2 separate regions of the Capra hircus genome follow, and region 2 is linked to region 1. The links are chromatin contacts, called in public Hi-C maps. All regions are on one chromosome and are shown on one strand. The core of a region is the stretch at or near the end of the contact, and the rest is flanking DNA. Distances in the headings are between cores, read along the strand shown. Region 1 holds the start of CHRNA2 (neuronal acetylcholine receptor subunit alpha-2). Region 2 overlaps LOC102183600 (clusterin).

The links. Hi-C and Micro-C count contacts between places; a contact is called where the count stands out from the background.
Region 2: a contact with region 1 is called in a Hi-C map of blood, with 2.3 times the contacts expected there. The contact joins the enhancer-like site here to the promoter of CHRNA2 in region 1. A contact is called at or near these places in 4 of 5 Hi-C or Micro-C datasets (blood and liver).

The regions. Positions count from the first base shown.
Region 1 is chr8:74,362,597-74,369,620 of ARS1.2, forward strand. It overlaps CHRNA2 (neuronal acetylcholine receptor subunit alpha-2), which reads right to left and starts at 2,454. Exons shown (of 6, transcript XM_005684036.3): 1 at 2,263-2,454; 2 at 898-1,049; 3 at 411-455. The coding sequence starts at 2,335.
Region 2 is chr8:74,500,010-74,507,033 of ARS1.2, forward strand. LOC102183600 (clusterin) reads right to left here. Exons shown (of 9, transcript XM_018052776.1): 9 at 6,651-6,916. The coding sequence ends at 6,651. Among named protein-coding and RNA genes, the nearest start is that of APTX, 61 kb to the right of the region's middle. Within about 2 kb of position 2,807, at least 2 of the 5 cell types and tissues checked have an H3K27ac peak or open chromatin away from gene starts, as enhancers often do.

The DNA of each region.
Region 1 (7,024 bases), core at 1,204-3,703:
TAGAAGGAGCCTGGGATACACAGTGGGACACACCTGGCCTCTCTTCTAGCACCCTGCTTCTATTTCCCTCGGCTGTAAAGCGGACAGAATAAAACTGCCCATGTTTTCAGTGACAGTTCAGTGAGCTGACCTGCACATGTAGCAGGGATGTAGGCAATGTCCACTCCCGGAAAGGGAACCATGCGGCTCTTGTCGGTGGAATCTCTATACTGGACTCAGAGCCTGGCCGCAGGAGCGCAGCCCCTCGCGAGAAGCGGCCTGAAATCAGCTGGCTTTGGAAGGGTCCTGAGTGGCAAGTCTCAGGCAGAACATGAGTTTAGAATCATGCTGCTAGTGAAAGAGTCCTGGGAGGGTCTGGAGCTCATGAGTTCCCACCCTGCTCCTGCCTTGCCCCGGGGAGGGACACTCACCTGCTTTAGCCAGACGTTGGTAGTCATCATTTGGTTCTTCTCATCCTGACCAGTAGCGGGAGAGAAAGCAGTTAGACTGAGGAGCGAGTCCCAGGAAACAGGGCAGAGTGGGAGGAGGTGATTCAGGATCCCACTCGCCAAAGAAGCTTTGACATGATGCCCCAAGTCCAGCCCACCCTCCGCCCCTCCTGATAGTGCCCTCCTCACTCAGATTCTTCAGGATCACACGGGCCTCTGGGTCCTCTGGGCTTATGTCAGGTGACACAAGGAGGGCATTTAGAAAACCCACTGCTGCCAATCACCGTCCTCCCTGGAGGGGCTCCAGGGCTGAGAGTGGGAGGGAGACTGAACACCTGTGATGCTGAAGGGTGAAGCTCTGACTGAGGCGGACTGGGAGCACTGGAGATGGGGAGGAACAGAGGAGCCCTGGAAAGGGGTCCGTGCCCAGGGCTGATCCCAAGGGGGAAGGATGGTAGGACAGACGCACCACATCGATGAGCTGGGCGATGGACAGCCCAAAGCGCACGATCACCACGTCCGAGGTGTTGGGCACCGGTCTTGCCCAGCGGTTGTAGCCCCTAAAGAGGTGTTTGAAGAGGCGGTCCTCAGCGTGGGTGTGGGGGGCCCTCTTCGAGGATACTGTTGGACAGGAAGGGAGATGGGGGTTTCCAGGAGTCCGTGGTGCTGGGCACTTGGCTCCCTCTCCCGTCCAACCAGAGCCACTCAGCCTCACTGAACCTTAGTTTCCTTACCTGCAAAATGGGCACACTAATCCCGTACCTATGTCAAAACACTGCTGAGAATGAAATATAATAACGTCTGTTCGAACTTACAAAGCAACCAATCAGTGCATAGTCGGCACTCAAGCAATATCAGTTACTCTGTGACTACTGGATAAGGACTGATGCTGAAGCTGAAGCTCCAGTACTTTTGCCACCTGATGCAAAGAGCTGACTCAATGGAAAAGACCCTGATGCTGGAAAAGATTGAGGGCAGGAGGAGAAGGGGGAAGCAGAGGATGAGATGATTGAATGGCATCATCGACTCAATGGACATGAGTTTGAGCAAACTCCAGGAAATGGTGAAGGACAGGGAAGGCTGGCGTGCCAAAGTCCACGAGGTCACAAAGAGTCGGACACAACTTAGCAACTGAACAGCAACAACAACGGATAAGGGGTGAAAACAAGTACTCAGAGGGGTGCAGAGCAGTGGGAAGAAGTCAGACAGAGGGAAAAGATTAAGCCTGAAACTGAGGAGACCCAAGGGACAGCAAACTGTGAGAGGCACCTGATTGTGAGGGGTGAGCTGGCCCCGGGAACTTTCACCCCCATCCTCTTATAAGGAACCTCTAATGCTAACCATGAAATTCTCTGCCACTCGGAGAATCTCCCCTGTTTTTCCTCAAACCACTGGTATCTGCTCCTTCTCATCAGCTAGGTAAAGTGTCCCCAGATTGTCTGATGGAATCACCCTTGTCTGGTTTCACCCTGTTCTGCAAACAGTTTCATCTCTTCAGGGTTCTCCTGCCTGAGTAGGTCGAGAACCACCGCTCTAAAATTCAAAACATCGATAGCAGCTGCCATGTATGTATCTCAGGTGCTAGTCACTAGCCTTCATTCCAGGCCGCACCCCCAGGAGCCCTGGGAGGGTCACAGCACAGTTAGCATTTTGCAGATGGGGAGAACTGGGCTTGCGAGGTTCAGATGCCCGCAGCGAGCGCCCCCTACCATCCCGCGATGGAACAGCTACCCTGAGACTCGCGGGTCACCACCAACGCACCTGCAGCAGTTTCAACCCGAGGCATGTGCGCTCACATGTGTGCCAGGATGCCCTGGGGACCGCCCCTGCTCACCTGCCGGGATCAGAAGAAGCCACCAGAGCCCGATCTTTGTCTTGAACGGGATCGCAAGACGGGAGGGACCCATGGCTTCAGAGGAGTGGTCTGGCGGCTGCTGGACATCAGAAGGAAGGCCGGCTTGGGCTTGGCTGTGGGTTGAAGCTGGGACCACTCCCCCAGCAGGGCCTGGAGAGCTAGCACGGCAGATTTCCCTGGTTCCTTCTCACCTCAGAACCTGAGTGAGCCCAGCGAAGTGTTCTTAGGGTGATGCCTCCTTGACGCAAGAAGGCATCACCTCCAGTGCCTCACACCTTTGACCTCATTTGGACTTCCCATCAATCCTAGGAAGGTACAGGGAAGGGTATAGTATTATCCTTTTTATTTAAATTAAAAATACTGATGATCAGAAAAATTGACTGATTTGCCCAAGGCCACATAGTTATTGATGCTTTTGAATTGTGGTGCTGGAGAAGACTCTTAAGAGTCCCTTGGACTGCAAGGAGATCAAACCAGTCTATCTTAAAGGAAATAAACTCTAAATATCCACTGAAAGGACTGATGTTGAAGCTGAAGCTCCAATACTTTGGCCACCTGAGGCAAAGAGCTGACTCCCTGGAAAAGACCCTGATGCTGGAAAAGACTGAAGCAAAAAGAGAAGGAGGTGGGAGAGGGTGAGATGGTTAGATAGCATCCCTGACTCGATGGACATGAATTTGAGCAAACTCCAGGAGATAAGTAGAGGACAGGACAGCCTGGTGTGCTGCAGTTCATGGGGTCGCCAAGAGTCGGACACAACTTAGCAACTGAACAACAACACAGTTAACAACTGATGAAGTTGGAATTCAAGCTCACATCTCAGCTTCTCAATTATAACGTGTTCTAGTGCCACTCAGCGGTGGCAAATAGAAAGATAATTGTGTATGAGCGACTCGGCCAGTACTGGCTTGTGTTTTGTAGGTTGTGACTGTCATTGCTCTGCCACAGTCACAACTAAGGTCTGTGAAAGACAGGTGGTGACAAGGCCCAGGTGCCCTACACCAAAGCCAGTCTCACCTAGATCCAGAGTTCTAGGAGGTTCCTCCATGCACAGCTTCACTCCCTTCTCCTTCCAACCAGTATCATGGCTGCAGATCCCAAGACTATAATCTGTTTCACCTTCCCACCAAGGGCACTAAATAAAAGCATGTTGTTTTTTTTTTCCCACTCATAAGAATAGGGGGAAAAGAAGTAGAAATCAAGGCATGCTGAACTTGCACCATATAAAGATTCAACCAGAGACATCCAAGACCCTCTGGAAGAATATGCAAATGAGATTCAGTCGACTCCGGTGGACATATTCCTGCAAGAAGACTCACACTTGCATATCTTGTAATTAGTCCGCTATGATAATTTAATTTGTCACTGGAAACCAAAGGAGAAACTCTTCCAGGTAATTAGCAGTAATTAGAGTAAATTTCCACCTCTTGTTAGAAAGATATGAAAAGAGAAAGAGCCCCAAACCCTTCAATCTTCCACATGCCTGGACTGGCAGGTTAGGGGGGTGGTGCCTGCAGGGTGATGACCCTATTTGTAAAGTGGGTCTGGATGAAGGGGGTGCACAGGGAAAACTATGCAAAAAGTATTACATATATAAAGGATTCAAGGCTTCCATGTGGCTCAGATGGTAAAGAATTTGCCTGCACTGCAGGAGACCTGAATTCCATCCCTGGGTCGGAAAGATCCCCTGGAGAAGGGAATGGCTACCCACTTCAGTATCCTTGCCTGGAGAACTCCATGGACAAACGAGACTGGCGGACTACAGTCTATGGGGGTTGCAAAGAGTCAGACATGTGACTAACACTTTTTCATTTCAAAGGGCTCGGACATGCTCACTGGGCTTGCATTGCCGTGACCAGAGCTCCGTACACCCCAACCCAAGTCAGCCTCTCTTGCCCACATCCTGAACCCTGATTCCACTGAAGTTAAGGTGGTATGCACTGACTTCTTCGTCCATCTTCCCACGGCAGATGGTTTTCAACTTCTCACACTGTTCTACTCTTTTCACAAGGCTCACCTTCTCCACTCCAGTACTTTTGCCTGGAAAATCCCATGGATGGAGAAGCCTGGTAGGCTGCAGTCCATGAGGTCTCTAAGAGTCAGACACGACTGAGCGACTTCCCTTTCACTTTTCACTTTCATGCACTGGGGAAGGAAATGGCAACCCACTCCAGTATTCTTGCCTGGAGAATCCCAGGGATGGGGGAGCCTGGTGGGCTGCCATCTATGGGGTGTCACAGAGTCGGACACGACTGAAGTGACTTAGCAGCAGCAGCAGCAGCAGCAGCACCTTCTCCATAAAACCTGTTTGCATCTCGCTGAGCCCCTGTCCATTACCCGGCACATCCCCAGGCACGGGAGTCATTGCTCTTCTGTAACTGTCAATACCCCAGAGAAAGTCCCTCAGTTAGAGGAAATAATAATGTTTCTTCTTCCAAATCACTTCATCAGAACTGCTTAGGCAGTGATAGAGAGAGCCTATTTCTAGCTTTCTTATGATTGGCTCAATACGTTGATTAATCATAGAAGCTTAACCTCTCAAGGTTGGATGGAATCTTAAAGGTCATCTGGATTACCACACCAGCTGGTCATTTTCCTGGTTATTTTCTTTTACAAATTCCAGCCTCAGGGGAAAAAAAACAGCAATGATAGAACTTGCTACCCTCCAAGCCAGTGAATACCATGGATGTCTGTTAGACTTTATTCAAGGATATGGAATACTGAGTGAATAAGTAAATGACAAAAGAGGAATAGTGATATTAAAGACATAGAAGCAGATTCAATAAAGTAAAGCCAATAATGCCTGAGATGGAGCTACCTTCACAGTGAGAGGAGGTGACTGTCACTGGACTTGCACAGCCCCAGCAGGGACAACCAAAAAACTAAAATTGTTATAGAGGCAGGCATCTTCCAGCAGTCTGACATACACCGCCCCCCCAAGTACCCAGAAGCTGCTAATCCTCTCATATTCCTTTGAATCACCCACTTAATGTCCACGTACCCACCAAGTTACCAACACATGCCAGGGGCCGAGGGGGGCACCTTTGAGAAGACAAGCCATTCAACAAACCAGCCCAGTTTGGAGGTCCTAATCAGCTGGCAACAGTTCCCCCTCCACTCCAAGAATAGAAAGACAGGCACAAACCAAGGCTGGGTGACTTCTCTTCCTGGTCAGACAGATGCTGGGGCAGGACTTGCCTCGGTGCGTGAGAGAGGTCTGACTCTGACAGGCAGGTTGTCTTCCTGGGGAGGGCTGGTTAAGTCCTGAAGTCAGGCTGCTATTTCCAGGCTCTCAGCTCTGGAGGCAGAGAAGCTGCACATTTAAGTCCTATAGAAGAGCCTGGCATGGAGGCTTCTGCAGGTAAGAGTCAGGCAGGTCCAGGGCAGGGATTGCCAGCTTGGCAAGCACAGAGATTCATGCTCGCATTCTGTTTCTCTCTCCCTCTATCTCTTATACGCGCACACACACACACTCTAGAGGGGAGGAGGAGGAGCCTCTGACTTTCCAGTCCGTGTCCAGTGGGGACCGACAGCAGATTGCTCACCCTCTGCGTGGTTACCAGGATGCTTCGTTCTTTGCTCTGAAGGATTCTGTGCTCCAAGATCACTTCCTGGGCCCCCGACCCTCACCATTAGATGGGGAACCTCCTGGGTCCATCTGTCGATAGAGTAGTGCAGTTTCGAGTAAAGCAGGACCACGGAGAGGGCGGCAGGTCAGCAACCTGCCGTCCTCTCCTTTCCCTCCCCCGACTAGGAACCACCCTCCCAGCCCCTCCTCCTCCCCGCAGCCAGCCTCCTGCAGGACCCGGGGTCACTCTTGCTGAGACCTGGTTTGGCTACAGCTTTCCTGTCTCCTCCTCAGCCCCCTTGCCAGTGACCTTGCCTTCAATTTCCCAGACAAGTAAGGTCACTTGACTTCAAACCAGAAGCTGACCCCTTGCCTCCTTCTGGACCACATCAAACCAGGACTCCTGTTCCTCCTGCCATGTATGGTATCTGGTGGAACTTGACCCTGGGGTTCTGACAGTGACTCCATCTATCAAACGTCCCCAGGCTTCCTCATCTCTTCCTCTCCTCCTTGTTCTTGCCCCTCAGCCCATAAGGAAGCTCATCCTCCGTTCTAAATACACCCTTTGGGGTCTGCTCCCTGCTGTCTCATCTCCCATATATTGTTAAAAGCCAAGGACCCAGGATACTACTGCCAAGGTTTTGCTTCAGGTTCTGCTCCCTAAAAGCTGTATGGTTTTGGACAGGTCTCTGGTAGAGCTTTCTGTGCCTCAGTTTCCTCATGTGTAAAAGGGGGATGTGAATACTGGTTCCACTGAATAAGTGTGTAATGATGAGCAAATGAGTCAGTATAAATAAAGGGCTTAGAAAATGGAAATTATACATGATATATATATGTAAGTATGTAAATATACATGTGATACATATGTGTGATATCTACAAATATGGGAGCCCTGATGACTTAGTGGTAAAGAATCTGCCTGCAATGTAGGAGATACGGGCTCAATCCCTGGCTTGGAAAGATCCCCTGGTGAAGGGCATTGCAACCCACTCCAGTCTTCTTACCTGGAGAATCCCATGGACAGAGGAGCCTGGCGGGCTACAGTCCATGGGGTTGCAAAGAGTTGGACATGACTGAAATGACTAAGCACTCACACACACACATATGCAAATATGATATATAAGAGTATATATTTACATATGTGGAGATGATAGATTATCTTTTAACAAAAAG
Region 2 (7,024 bases), core at 1,557-4,056, 140 kb after region 1:
GTACATGTTTGGACTCAGTTCTATGAGCTCTCTTGGTTTCATCTATAAAGCAGGGATAACGACACCACACAGGAGTGTTGGAGATGACAGATACAAACAGGTAAGCACAAAGCCCAGCCTCTCCACAGTAGCTACTGCTGTTGTCCATTCTCATCTGTGAGCAAGGTTACAGGTTTCCTGATTTGGGAGCTTTGGGCATTTGGAGATTGAGGGCAGGAGGAGAAGGGGACGACAGAGAATGAGATGGTTGGATGGCGTCACCGACTCAATGGACATGGGTTTGGGTGGACTCCGGGAGTTGGTGATGGACAGGGAGGCCTGGCGTGCTGTAGCTCATGGGGTCGCAAAGAGTCAGACATGACTGAGTGACTGGAACTGAACTGGCCAAAAATTAAAGAACAGATGAGTCTTTAAAAAAAAAAAGAAAACAAATTTAGAAGGGGTGGCCCTGGGTCCCCTACCAGGAAGATCTTACCCATAGGTATCTGTGTCTGTTCAGTCATGTGTGACTCTTCGTGATCGCATGGACTGTAGCCCGCCAGGGTCCTCTGTTCATGGGATTCTCCAAGCAAGAATGCTGGAGTGGGTTGCCATTTCCTACTTCAGGGAATCTTTCTGACCCAGGGATTGAACCTGTGTCTCTTATGTCTTCTGCATGGGCAGGCAGGTTCTTTACCACTAGCGCCAAACACAAAAATGAGGCCAAAAGGAGGAGCTACAAGAATGGGGCAGTGGAAAGTGGATAGCTATGAAAAATAGTTCCTTGAGGAACCCATGAACTAAAGGGGGTGAATACAAGGCAGTGCCTGAGTAAAGCTGCACTAAATACCCAAGCTTGGCTTATCTTCATCTCCACCCTGGTTTCTTCTCCATGTGACAGGGTCAAGAGAGACCCAGGCATTTCCAGAAAGTTCTCAAAGAGAATTATCAAACTGTTGGTTAGTTTTAATTTTTGACACCCACAAGTGGATACTTTTACAAACACAGAGTAAGAGAATGTTTTGTTGGGCTCTGGATAATCGCAGGACATTGTTGTAAAGAATGATGCCGTGTTCATTCCAGGCTGGTGGTAGGGGTGCAGGCTTGAATTTGGGGGACAAATATCTTCCTTTAATGCTGTCAGGGCATCTTTGTGATGCTGTCCACATGCACAAAGTCCTTCACAAAGAAGGCAAAAGTCTCTTCATGGACATGAGGCTGGAGTATGTGGTTCACCTGTCACCTCCGCTGCTGTGTGACCTGCCTGCTTGGCACTCAGACTGGGTCACGTGCTCTTTTTTATTGAATTGGGCACCGAAGGGTCTGGAGAGCAAGAGGAGATTGTAGAACATCTGGTACCACTTGAAGATCACTGCCTTTATTCCTTTGATATTAGAGGCAACGTGCATGCTAAGTCACTTCAGTCATGTCTGACTCTTTGCGACTCCATGGACCTAGCCCGCCAGGCTCCTCTGTCCATGGGATTCTCCAGGCAAGAATACTGGAGTGGGTTGCCATGCCCTCCTCCAGATCTTCCCGACTCAGGGACCGAACCCTCATCTTTTAAGCCTCCTGCCTTGGCAGGTGGGTTCTTTACCACTCGTGCCACCTGGGAAGCCCCGAGGCAAGAAGTGAGGGCAAGAAATGTGCTGACTTGTCTCCCTCTCCAATATGCAGCCTGATGCCCTCTCCTATATGCAGCCTGATGCCCTCTCCCCAACTTTGCAGCGGACTTGACCTGGCTGAAGGCAAGTGTTGACCATTAGTGAGTAAGAGTGGTGGGGGTGGGGCAGGAGTCACTGTTATTGCCCACCCCTACCCCACCAAGATCAATGTCACCATCCGGGAGGATTGTGCCCAAGGGGCTGAGATATCTCAGAGGCAAACAAAGAGTCCATTATTAACCTGGTAAATTTGTTCCATGTGGCCCAGCATTTCCTTGCTTTCTTATTGACTGATTTGGCAGTTGTCAGTTCTATGAATAAATATTCTGCAGACCTGAGTCCTCAAGTTGTCTTTAGATCTATTCAATACTGATACTTCCTGGGTTTACCAAGCCATTCTGTCACAGCGAGAGAACACCAGGCAAACACTCGGTCGTGAGAGGACACTGGGGCAGGTGTCTCGGACCCCAGAGTCAGACTTGGGTTTGATCCCAATTCTGCATTTCTGCAAATAAATGGTTCTTATTATCTCTACACTTCCCAGGTGGCGATAGTGGTAAAGAACTCACCTGCCAACGCAGGAGACATAAGAGACACACTGTTAGTCCCTGAGTTGGGAAGATCCCCTGGAGGCGGAGGGCACAGCAACCCATTCCAGTATTCTTGCCTGAAGAATCCCATGAACGGGAGCCTGGCAGGCTACAGTCCATGGGACTACAAAGGGTAAGGACACGACCGAGCAACTGAGCACACACATTATGTCTACACCCACACTTGCAATTATCTCTCCTCGGTCCACTTCCTGTCTGAAGCTCTTGCTCAACTGTGGTTGTGACTCAGAATCTGTTTATTGTGGAGTTTCCATTCCTTCGGAGGCGCACACAAGAAGCAATTTTATTCATTCTGACCACTGTTCTCTTCACTTGATAATAGCTAGAGCAGATTGTTTTACTTCCTGAACATCTCACAGGTAATAAAAGGATCCATTTACTTTGGAACGTCACTCTCCAGTGCAAAGCCAGGCTCTTTCTCTGCCCCATCAGAGGAGGAGGGGTGCAGGAGGTGAGGGGCACACAGGCTGCCCTGCTCACCTTCTGAGAACCCCGAGCAGAGTAGGGAGGGGGCGTGTCCCACACTGGACACGCCCCCTCCCTCGTCCTCCTCGCCCTGGTCAAGCTCCTCTGAGACGCGGTAGGGTCTTGCTTGGTCTGTTGATCTGGGCTGCTACTGCCAGTTGATTTCTTCCCATCACAGACAAGTGAACGGTGTCCCTGGGTAGGCCTTAAACTTGCCACCTGTGTCCTCCATAGGCCCCTGCCAGCAGTCCGAGTCTCCAGCCCCCTCAGGGCGACCAAAGGCTCTGTTACGTGTTGACTGCTTTTTTCTAATCCTGTCACTGTGACCGACTCCAACCATGTAACCCCAGGAGAGATGATGCCAGGAGCCTGGGGAGTCCAGAGCTGAGTGACTGTCTGTCATCCCCACCTCCACCACTTGGTGGCGCGCTCTCGCTCTCTGCATGGGAGGCTTCTTGGCTCCCATCACTCCCCTATCCCCTGCTATTTCACAGGGCAGGGCCGCAACCCGGGGTCTCCTTCTATAGCCTCTGTGGGCCACAAGGAACTGGGGCAGGGTCTTCTTCCCTCTAGGCACTTCTCGAGTGAAAGCTCCCCCCATCACCCCCGGCAGCTTTTATGCTGTGGAGGAAATAACCACTGCCCTGAGGGTAATTGTGGGGAACTGATGGGATCACACAAAATAACTGGCCCAGGGTTTAGAGAATTGTGGTTGGCCCAGGGTTCCTGGTAACAGTTGCCCAGGCTGCACACTGAACAACTCTGGTGTCATTTCACTTCATGGTCATCAGAGATGATACCCAACTATGGGTTTCTGGCAGAAGACAGTCAAGTGGCGATGCAGAGGCTGACAGCAGGGGTCATGATTCCGCGCCCCCCACCCCAACCTCCACTAAGCAGCCCTCTCTTCTCAGAACATCAAGCCCTGCTCCCTCTCTGCCATAAGGATCCTAGAAGCTAGAAACCAAGGGCCCGTTATCCACAGACCCCCAGCTGGAAGATCCCCACCCTGTCTCATCCAGAACCATGGTGACTTCATCTCCTGCCTCAGGGCTTTCTGGGGCCTCTGGCTGAGATTTCTATCAGGGATGGAGGGACATCCAAGGACCCTCAAATCAGGTCACGGTGCAAAGAGGGAAACAGGAAGGGGAAAGGGGCATCCAGTGAAACTCAGAGTCAGCTTCAGGCTCTCTCTCTTTTTTTTTTTTTTTTTTGGCTTTTATTGTTCAGTTGCTCAGTTGTGTCTACTTTCGAATCCCGTGGACTGCAGCATGCCAGGCTTCCCCATCCTTCACTATCTCCCAGAGTTTGCTCAAACTCATGTCCATTGAGTCAGTGATGCCATCCAACCATCTCATCCTCTGTCGCCCCCCTTCTCCTGCCCTCCGTCTTTCCCAGCATCAGGGTCTTTTCCAATGAGACGGCTCTTTGCATCAGGTAGTATTTTTGGCTGCGCAGGGTCTCCATTGCTGCATGTGGGCTTTCTCTAGTTAGGGCAAGCAGCTGTGGTGTGTGAGTTTTTAATTGTGGTGGCTTCTCTCGTTGCAGAGCACAGGTTCTAGGCGCATGGGCTCAGCAGTTGTGGTGCATGGGCTTAGCTGCCCCATGGCCTATGGGACCTTCCCGGACCAGGGATGAAACCCATGTTCCCCGCATTGGCAGACAAATTCTTAACCACTGGACCACCAGGGAAGTCCTAGGCTCTGTCTTTTAAGGGGCAAGTCTAGAATTTAAAGGGAGTTGCATAAAAAGAAGCAACAACTGGGGGTATAGTGACTTCCAACATCCAGCAGCATAGTGGAAAACAGAAAATAACTTGTGAAATGTAATAAGTGACTTAATGTAATATATAATTTGCAATTATGATCATTTTAGCAAATGCCCTCTGAACCATAACCCTAATTAACATATATCTTTAAGTGAATCACACACACTTACCTTTCTCTGAATTTCCTTGATAGCAGTACTAAAGTACTAGCTTCTGTGGACATAAGCTAATAGATATTGTCATCTGTGTGGCAACAGAGAGAGAGAAAAGGAATAGTAAACTAAGAATATTTTAAGCTTTTAACTTACATGTGGATTTTGTTACAAACCTGGCGTGCATCCAGATGGTTTTCATTTCCCTTTGATGTATATTTGATGAACAGGATTCTTTAGAGAAGATTCATAAACGGAAAAGCTTCTTAATGTGGAGAAAAGTATTGCAGTTAGTTGGTGCCACCTGCTGGCAATCTTGGGGTACTGCAGACCAGCTATATTTCAAAGTGAGGGGCGAAATTTTTTTAATTAATTTTTTAATTGAAGGATAATTGCTTTACAAAATTTTGTTATTTTTCTCTCAAACCTCAACATGAATCAGCCATAGGTATACATATATCCCCTCTCTTCTGAACCTCCCCCCCATCTCCCTCCACATCCCACCCTTCTAATGTTGATACAGAGCTCCTGTTTGAGTTTCCTGAGCCATACAGCAAATTCCCGTTGGCTATCTGTTTTACACATGGTAATGTAAGCTTCCACGTTACTCTTTCCATACATCTCACCCTCTCCTGTTTATTCCAACCCAGGGACTGAACTCGTGTCTCCTGCATTGCAGGCGGATTCTCTACCACTGAGTCACCTGAGAAGCCCGGAGGGGTGAATAGTTATCAGGAAAAACCCAGGCAGAGGAGAAATTCTTAAGCTTGGGGGACAGATATAAAGGTAGCATAGAACAGACAGTAAACAAGCAATGCCACAGTCAAGAAGGTTTCACAGGGACTCTAAGCTCTCACAACTAAAAGAAAATTACCTCATTTTGTTTTTTGGGGAGGAGTACATTTTCCAGAAGGAAAATATCAATTATGTATCAAAATAACCAGTATGCCTTATTTTTACCCTTACACACCCTAATTTTCAATGTATTCCTTCGGGAGATCATCCTGACCCCAATCATAGTATGTATCCACTTTATAAGAAAATGGAAACGGTTCGTTTTTCAGAAACATGCTTTAGCTGGCTGCTGGGCACGTCTCTTCCTAAAAGCAGGAAATCCTTGAACTGGACCAACTTCATCATCCCATTCCTTTTATTCTCAACTACTTGAGATTATACCATTTTAGCCATTGGTTTTTCTTTTCTTTTTCCCATATTCAAATGAAGACATTCGGGGGTTAAAACAAACAAAACAAGCAGCCTAAGGAGGACACACCAGGACTTCCCTGGTGGTCCAGAGGTTAAGACGCCACACTTCCAATGCCGAGAGTGTGGGTTGGATTCCTAGTCAGTGAACTAAAAGGGGCTTCCCTGGTGGCTCAGTGGTAAAGAACCCGCCTGCCAATGCAGATGTGGGTTTGATCCCTGGGTCAGGAAGATCCCCAGGAGCAGGGAATGGTTACTCACTCCAATATTCTCGCCTGGAGAATTCCATGGACAGAGGAGCCTGGTGGGCTATAGTCCATAGGTCGTAACAGAGGTCAATAGAGACTGAGCAACTAATCAACAACAACAGTGAAAAAAGATCCCACATGCCTCAGGGCGCAGCCAAAAAAATTTTAAAAAAAGACACAGCAAAACATTCAGATTACAAGGCGGTTTATTGAGTTAGGGGCATGTGAGCAAGTTCCTCCGGTGATCAGCAAACGCAGGCATCAGTGCGTTTCAGAGGAGTTCAGAGGAAAGAGGGGCTGGTGGGGTCAGGAGGGCCTCGAGCCCAGGGCCTGGTCACCTGGTGATGTGCAGAACTCTCTAGAGGGGCCTGAAGCTCATCTCAGGGGCAAGTGGGTGCAGATGCCCCCATACTTAGAAAAGCAACTTTCACGCCTCACTCCTCCCTGAGAAAGAAACAGGGGAGGGGAAGGTGAGGGCTGATAATCACTGAGAGGCAGCAACCAACACTTTGATTCTCATCAACCCAGAAAGAACATCCTCCAAAGAAAGAAACAAATTCCTAGTAGCTTCCCAACTTCCTGCGTGGGCTCTGGCTATAGCTCCAGTGACGCCTCTGCCCTGTGTTTTGGACCCCCAAGGAGCTGTTCGCCCCAGAGGGCCCGAGGTGGCAGTATTGCTGCAGCGCTTTTTCCACCACGTTTTCCATAAAGTTAGGACTGGAGACTTCCTGCAGGACCATCACAGTGATGGGGAAGGGGTTGAAGAGCTTCACAACCACCTTGGTGAGGCCAGACGGAATTCTGGGGTCAGAGCTGTGGGGATTCACTTGGAAGGAGAAAAAGTAACAAGGAGGTGGGGAAGATGGTCAACCCAGACTCAGCTGGCAACTAAAGTAAGGCTTCATTCGGATCTGTGGACCCCTTTGCTTTTCCC